Regions from separate parts of the Macaca mulatta genome. Here region 2 is linked to region 1. Evidence: chromatin contacts called from public Hi-C data. All regions are on one chromosome and are shown on one strand. The core of a region is the stretch at or near the end of the contact, and the rest is flanking DNA. Distances in the headings are between cores, read along the strand shown. Region 1 holds the start of WNK1 (WNK lysine deficient protein kinase 1). Region 2 overlaps WNK1 (WNK lysine deficient protein kinase 1).

What was found. Hi-C and Micro-C count contacts between places; a contact is called where the count stands out from the background.
Region 2: a contact with region 1 is called in a Hi-C map of CD4 T cells, with 2.7 times the contacts expected there. The contact joins the enhancer-like site here to the promoter of WNK1 in region 1. A contact is called at or near these places in 4 of 14 Hi-C or Micro-C datasets (CD4 T cells, blood, cortical neurons and 1 more).

What each region holds. Positions count from the first base shown.
Region 1 is chr11:1,532,381-1,536,466 of T2T-MMU8v2.0, forward strand. It overlaps WNK1 (WNK lysine deficient protein kinase 1), which reads left to right and starts at 2,201. Exons shown (of 28, transcript NM_001414862.1): 1 at 2,201-3,917. The coding sequence starts at 3,159.
Region 2 is chr11:1,596,921-1,601,006 of T2T-MMU8v2.0, forward strand. All of the region lies in intron 2 of WNK1 (WNK lysine deficient protein kinase 1), which reads left to right. Among named protein-coding and RNA genes, the nearest start is that of WNK1, 64 kb to the left of the region's middle. Within about 2 kb of position 1,696, at least 4 of the 40 cell types and tissues checked have an H3K27ac peak or open chromatin away from gene starts, as enhancers often do. A contact at or near this core is called in CD4 T cells, where this site is marked.

The sequences.
Region 1 (4,086 bases), core at 951-3,450:
TCTAATCATTGTACGTAACAAGATTATATTCAACTTAAAATTGTATCTGTTTTCATTGTAAAGCTAACATTACACAAGTGGGAAAAGCTGTCTCCTAGGCAAGTGTGGTTTTAAGTCAACAATTAATTAAATTACTTACAATGAATTTAGTTGTTCCTGGTTGAAAAGACATGTTGATAGGGCATGGTGATTATCAAGGGACTTGTGTCCAATGCAGTGTGGCCAAAGTTTCAGGGCTCAGTAAACAGGAACAGGCAATAATAAAATCCTTTAATAACCACTCACACAAAAATATCCTAATTTTTTTATGGTGCCAAAAGGGAACATTGTGATTTACTGATCTTCTTTTAACTTGCCAATTTGTAATTAGCTGCCTTATGTTTAAAATCAGACTATTTTTCCTCCTGAAGCAACAATTGGGCAAGTTTTATTTGACTCAAGAAGTATAATAAAAATGTATTTTACGGCCATTTCTTCCCTTGCTTACAGTAGGTTTACGGTTAGAAATACACTCTTAATTCCATTTACCATAATGAGATTATTTACCATTACCCGCAGCAAACGAATGAAAGATACATTTTCTAGAGCAATGGAACACTAATATTTTAGTACTCTAGTTGTCCCTACTGAATTGGCATTTTAAAATGTTCACAACCTGTCAGCTTCGTGAAACCTCACAATCATTGGCTTCAAACATTGTTGTAAACTCGAAAGGGTAGCTTGTGATAAACAACAACAAAAAGAGAAAGAAAACAGCATTAACCATTTTACGGATCAGATGAATTAACATGAACTGCACGGCAAGAATTCTGCAGGTGGAGCTCATCCGAGAACTGTGCTAAGGAACCTCCTGCCGAGTTCCTCGCTGGCTGCTCGCTCGCAGCGTGGTCCTCTGCCCGGGACGCGCGCTTCCGAGCTGGTTCCGCAGCGGGCGCCCAAGAGAGGCGGCCGCGCCCGGACGCTCTGATGCGGTTGCGTACGTTTTCCGCGCTTCCCGCTCTCCACCGGTTGGACCGAGGCTTTTAAACTGCCATCTGCTCCCGAGTCCGGCCTCCTACTCCGTCTGGTGCCCCCTGGTGCTCGTCCCCTCCGCATCTTGAGGAGCTGCGAGGAGCACAGGGGTCCAGGGAGACAAGGATGCTTTCAAGAAAAACATGCCATGGCGGCGAGCCGCAGGGCTCCACGTTTCCCGGGCCCAGGGCCCTGGTAGACGTTGCATGTGGACACTGAGGAGCTCTGGAGAAAGAGGGGGTGTTGTTTCACGGAGCCACCCAGCAGAAGAAAGGTGGAAAATAAGTTTCAACCAACTACAAAGGCAGAAGTCAGCCCAGCCCCCCAAGTGTGGCCAAAGACCCGTAGATCCGTAGACCTTATCTTTTCTTGAATCCACCGCTCCCCCAACCCCGCTTTTATTATCTTTCAGGCAAAGCCAAGAGGGAGTTCACTAGGATCCCCGATTTCAGTCAGGCAGCCCTTTTTTGAGAGCCGGAATATCCGTGTCGGGCGGGAGCTGAGAATGTGGCCTTAATTGTTGAGGGGAGGAGGATGGAAGATAATCCTCCCTGTCTCCTCCTCCAATCCATTTAATCAATATTAATTTCATGCACCATCTTCACAAAGTTTCTTTTCCCCTCCTCCGACTCAGAACTCAGGCTCCGGTTATCCGGCTTTACCCTTCCCCTCCACCCCCACAGCCCTGCAGTCACTCAACACTACTGCGGCTCTCTCCATTAAAGATGAACAACAGATCATTTTTCATTGCATGGCAACCCTAAGAGCTCTCTCGCTTAGCAGAGCATGATGGGAGTCTTTCCATCTCCCCCCCACCTTCCTCTTTTTTTTTTTTCCCTTCCTTCCCTTCTTCCACAATTAATCCCTAAATAATGATTTTCCTAAGCTCGCGCGGACTTCAGGATGGGGTTGAGCGACCCGCGATGACGCTCCCATCAGCCTTTCAGAAGGGACGGTTTCTAAAGAAAACTACAACTCCCACGAGGCATCAGGCTACAGCAACCGCGAGGCATCACGGAAGTCGTAGGCACTTTTCTCCTAGGTCCCGTTCATCTCCTCCAACCCGTAAACTATAAGTCCCAAGGTGCCTCGGGGCTGGCACGCCTGCGCAAAACCCCGGAGCGAGGTGGGGGGTGGGGCTGCCCCGGGCGGCGGGGGGCGGGATCCGAGCGGGCTGTGTGGAGGCTTCAGACTCCCGGCGCCATTTAGCGCAGAGAGTTTCCCGGGCGGACGCGGCTCCTCTCTCGGCCCCTCCGCACCCCCGTCTTCGGTGACAGAAGGCGCCTGGTGGGGGTGACTGCTCTTTTCTCTCCCTGTTCCCCCTCACCCAGTCCTCTAGGTCTCCTCTCCTCTTGCCTCAGAGAAGCAGCGGAGCTCGGGCCCCGCGGTGAGCGGCCCTCCCCTCCCCGCCGTTCCCTCCGCCGTCAGCCCCCGGCACCGGCCCGGGAGGAGGCGGGTTCGCCAGGCCCGGGGCGGGCGGGGAGGCCTCGGGGAAGGGGGGGCCCGCTCCTCAGGCGCCGAGGCTCCGAGGCTCCGGCCCTTCGCCCCGGGGCGATGGGCGACCAGTGAGGCCGGTCCCCATCGCGGGGGGCGCGTGTGGGAGGCGGCGGCCGCCGAGTGACCGGAGCCGGGCCGCGGCCTTCCTCGCTCGCCTCGGCCCCTCCCACTCCCTGCCCCGGGGCTGCCACCGCCCGGGCGTCGGACCTGGTCCCGTGCTCGCGGCGCCGCCGCCCTCTGGGCCTAGCCCGCCCGGCTCGGCGAGCGGGGCAGTGGGAGCCGCGTCCGCCGCATCCGCCTCGACTCGGTGCCGGCCCCGGGCCCTCCCCTCATGACTGCGGCGCCTCCGCTGCCGCCGCCCGCCCGGCCGCCGCTCGCCGCAGGATGGATGCGGACCGTGCGGCGCTAACCCCCGCGGCTCCGCTCCCGACTCGCCCGCCTTCGAGCCCTCCTCGCGAGCCGCAGCAGTCTCGGTGCCAGCGGCCCGCCTCGCCCTCGCTGCGGCTGGTCAGTGCTGAGTGAGGCGTCTCCGGGTCGGCGCGAACCCGCCCGGCCGCGGTGCCCTGCAGACCTCCGCGCGGGCGGCTCGGCCCTCACGCCCTTTCCATCCGCGACTCCGAGCCCGCTCGCCTCTCGCCAGCGAACCGACCATGTCTGGCGGCGCCGCGGAGAAGCAGAGCAGCACTCCCGGCTCCCTGTTCCTCTCGCCGCCGGCTCCTGTCCCCAAGAATGGCTCCAGCTCCGATTCCTCCGTGGGGGAGAAACTGGGGGCCGCGGCCGCCGACGCCGGGACCGGCAGGACTGAGGAGTACCGGCGCCGCCGCCACACGATGGACAAGGACAGCCGCGGGGCGGCCGCGACCACCACCACCACCGAGCACCGCTTCTTCCGCCGGAGTGTCATCTGCGACTCCAATGCCACTGCGTTGGAGCTCCCCGGCCTCCCTCTTGCCCTCCCCCAGCCCGGCATCCCCGCGGTTGTCCCGCAGAGTGCCCCACCGGAGCCCCACCGGGAAGAGACCGTGGCCGCCACCGCCGCTTCTCAGGTAGCCCAGCAGCCTCCAGCCGCTGCCGCCCCTGGGGAACAGGCCGTCGCGGGCCCTGCCCCCTCGACTGTCCCCAGCAGTACCAGCAAAGACCGCCCAGTGTCCCAGCCTAGCCTTGTGGGGAGCAAAGAGGAGCCGCCGCCAGCGAGAAGTGGCAGCGGCGGCGGCAGCGCCAAGGAGCCGCAGGAGGAACGGAGCCAGCAGCAGGATGATATCGAAGAGCTGGAGACCAAGGCCGTGGGAATGTCTAACGATGGCCGCTTTCTCAAGTTTGACATCGAAATCGGCAGAGGCTCCTTTAAGACGGTCTACAAAGGTCTGGACACTGAAACCACTGTGGAAGTCGCCTGGTGTGAACTGCAGGTAAAGCCCCACCTACTTCTTTATTTGAAGGTCCTCTGGATCCCAAATTTGGCTTGGCGAAGCCAGTTGATGAGTTCACCCTTCACTTGGCATTCTCTAACTGTTGGACTCCGAGTGGGAGGGGGAGGTCAACTTTTGAAAGGGGTTGAAATTAGGAGAATGTGGAGCA
Region 2 (4,086 bases), core at 446-2,945, 64 kb after region 1:
TAAACTGTCCCATCTGGGGGTGATGGGAGACAGGACAGATCATCAGGCATTAGATTCTCATAAAGAACGCTTAACCTAGATCCCTTGCATCCACAGTTTACAGTAGCGTTCATGGTCCTATGAGAAATCTAATGCTGCTGACAGGAGGCAGAGCTCAGGTGGTCATGCGAGCAATGAGGGAGCAGCTGTAAATACAGATGAAGCTTTGCTTCCTTGCCTGCCACCCACCTCCTGCTATGTGGCCAAGTTCCTAAAAGGCCATGGACTGGTATCAACCTGTGGTCTAGTGGTTGGGGACCCCTGGTGTCTTAGAGGATCTATTTTTACCCAGAGAAGAACCTGTTTTAAGTTATCTTGTATAAATTTTTTATTTGGTGAAATTCGATATTTTAAAATTGTCACTGTGGCGATATATTCTTTATTAATTGTTAAAGTTAATACTGCTGAGCTGATTAATTCCAGATCATTGGAATACAGTGTTATAGCACCTGGATATAGTCACTTGCATGTATTCTGAAATGCTTACAGTTAACATGTTGAAACATTAACAGATCATTTCTGTCCTGCAAATTCTAATTTCTTTATCCAACTTCCACACTTGTTTATGGCAATACCTTTATCCTTGTTAGATAGGCTTCTTGATATTCTCTTTTCTTCCACTAGAATGTGCTAACTAGCACTATATACCTAGCACTATGAACAAGTGCTATATATCACATTCTAGTGGAAGTACCTAATACTGAATGATAAGCGTTTGAATGAATTAAGGAGAATTATGTGGTAGTAATTATGTGTACATCTTGAGATTCTTTCCATTGGTTTGGATACTTAGTTGGTTGTCAACTGTTTGTCTGGCATGCCTAAGATTACTCTAAAATACAATGGTTTACTTGTTTAAAAAACTATACTGAGGGGCTTTGGGTAACATAGTGGGGTAAGCCCCCGTGGAATGGCTGTCCCCCAGCAACAAACTGAAATGTGGAATATAATAAAAGTTTTTTCCAATACATATCTAAGCTTTAAGGAAAGAGAGGTTAACCTCCAGATAATAAGCAGAGATAACTCGAAGCCAAAACAGGAACTTATACTCTGGGATTTTAGACCACATATTGGTTGAGAAGTTGATGCTAATTTTAATGTCCATGCAAGGACAGAAAGCCTTAGAACTAGGTAGAGAGGGGAGCTAGAACGTAGCCTGTGTCAAAAAACTGAATTATCCATGAAAAGAGAGACCTTAATGCCCTAGCCAGTGAAAGCTGCAAGGAATTTTACCTGTGTGCAGAAGACTGTGGATAAGAGGGGAGACCTATGAAAAATAGAAATTCCCATCAGATGCTACCAGTGTTCTTAATTATTCTGTAATCTTCTTTTTTTTTTTTTTGGAGACAGGGTCTCACTCTGTTGCCCAGGACAGAGTGCAGCGGCACAATCATAGCTCACTGCAGCCTCAAACTCCTGGGCCCAGGGAATCCTTCCACCTCAGCCTCCCGAGTACCTGGGACTATAGTTGCTCACCACCATACCTGGCTAATTAAAAAAAATTATTTTTTTTTTTGGTAGAGACAGTGTATATTTTGCTGCCCAGGCTGCTCTCAAACTCCTGAGCTCATCGCGATTTGGCCTTATCCCGATTTGACCTCCCAAACTGCTGGGATTACAAGCATGAGCCACGGTGCCCAGCCTGTTTGGTATTCTTCCATCTCATATGTAGATGGCGCTGTAACATAAATTTATACCATCTACTTGGTACAGGAGTCCCAAACCAAAGAACGTACATCATAATTGATCAGGAACTGAAAGAAAACTCCCAGGGACATTTTCACAGTTCCTTGGTCACTGTCCAGAGGCAAAACAGTTTCCAGAGAAGATGACCTCACAATTAAATTACAGATCATACCAATGAAGGTGAATAGACACAACCAGAAAATAGCACTTCAACAATTAAAGATATTATGGACAAGTCTGAAAGTGATTACAATTATTTACATAATGATGTCAGTAAAGATATATGTAAGTGTATATGAAGTGTATAAAAGAAAAGAAGGAATTGAAGGAATAAGACACCATCAAAGAAAAAAAAGACAGGCATAATTTAAAAGCTTCTGAAGAACTTCTAGAAATGTGAACATTAAAATTCAAACTTAAATGGTTTAATGGTTAAACAACAGACTAAATTGACAGGAATAATAACTATAAAGAAATGAGCAACAGAAGGCACAAAAAAGACAGAAAATATTAAAAGAGGATGACACAGTAGTGAGAATACCCAGTTAGATTTAATTATCTAAAAGGGGTTTGTCTGTAATCCCAGCTACTCTGTAGGCTGAGGCAGAGAATCACTTGAGCCCAGGAGGTGGAGGTTGCAGTGAGCCGAGATCGTGCCTCTGCACTCCAGCCTGGGTGACACAGCGAGACTCCATCTCAAAAATAAAAATGAAAAAGTAGAGAGAATGAGAAAAGAAAAATTTCAGAATTTAAGAATTCTGATTGAGAATGTATACAGATTCCTAAGCAAGTAGGTTGAAAACATTCATATTCATTTCTGGAAGAATGAGTAACTAGGACCATTGGCAGCATTTGGAGAGCCAAATTGGGAAGGAATGGGAATTAACTCCAAAATACATGCTTTTTGGACCTTTTGAGTTTCTACCTTTGTTCTGTATGTGTATTTACATTGAAGCAGGTAAAACACCCATAGCTGAAAAATAAGATGGGAATATATGAGTTAGAAAATTTGGATTAAGGCCGGGTGTGGTAGTTCACACCTGTAATCCCAGCACTTTGAGAGGCCGAGGTGGGTGGATCATCTGAGGTCAGGATCACCTGAGGTCAGCTCGAAACCAGCCTGTCCAACATGGTAAAACCCTGTCTCTACTAAAAATACAAAAATTAGCTGGGTGTGATGACGGGCACCTGTAATCTCAGCTACTCAGGAGGCTGAGGCAAGAGAATCGCTTGACCCTGCAGGTGGAGGTTGCAGTGAGCCAACTGCACTCTAGCCTGGGTGACAGAGTGAGACTCCATCTCAAAAAAAGAAAAAAGAAAATTTGGATTAAAAATTGAAATAAATTTACTTATTTTTTTTAAATAGACATGAAATTCGAATATCATACAATTAACCGTTTTAGAATGTACAATTCAGTGGCACTTAGTACATTCACAATGTTTTGTAAGTACCACATCTATCAAGTTACTAAACATTTTAGTACATTTAGTACATTACACTTAGTACATTCACAATGTGTAACTAAGTGTACACATTGTGAATGTACTAAGTGTAACTAAAAATTGAAATAAATTTAGACTTATTTTTTTTAAATAGACTTGAAATTTGAATATCATACAATTAACCGTTTTAGAATGTACAATTCAGTGGCACTTAGTACATTCACAATGTTTTGTAAGTACCACATCTATCAAGTTACTAAACATTTTCATCATCTCAAAAGAACACTCTGTGCCCATTAAGCAGTTACTCCACATTTCCCTTCTTCCAGCCAGGCAGCGTATTTTTTCTTTAATTGCACATTATCTAAGTTCTTTTTCTTTTTACATTTAAAAAGAAATTTTCAGTTTCTGAGCTTCAGAGGCTTATGCCAACAGGAGGGTTTATTTAGTAGAAAGAGTGCTAGACTTGGAGTAGAAGTTGTGACTACTCCCAGTGCTGCCTCTGACCAACTGTGATTTTGGGCAAATAGCTAACCTTTTTTGGGTCTCAGTTCCCCATGTACATGTAAAACAAGGGGTTGGACTACCTGATCTCTGGGACCATCCATTCGTGGATGGGATTGATTTTTTTATTGTAAAAAACATAACAAAATTTACCATCTTAATCATTTTTAAGTGTACAGTTCAGTAGTGTTAATACATACACATTTCTGTGCAATTTCTAGAATGCTTTTCATCTCACAAAACTAAAACTCTATGCCCATGGAACAATTTCCCATTTCTTCCAACCCTCAGCTCCTGACAGCTATCACTTTTTACCATCTGTATGGATTTGTCTAATCAGGATATGTCCTATAAGTAGACTCAAAGTATGTTACGGATCCTTGTGTTTGGCATCTTTGACTTAGCACAGTGTTT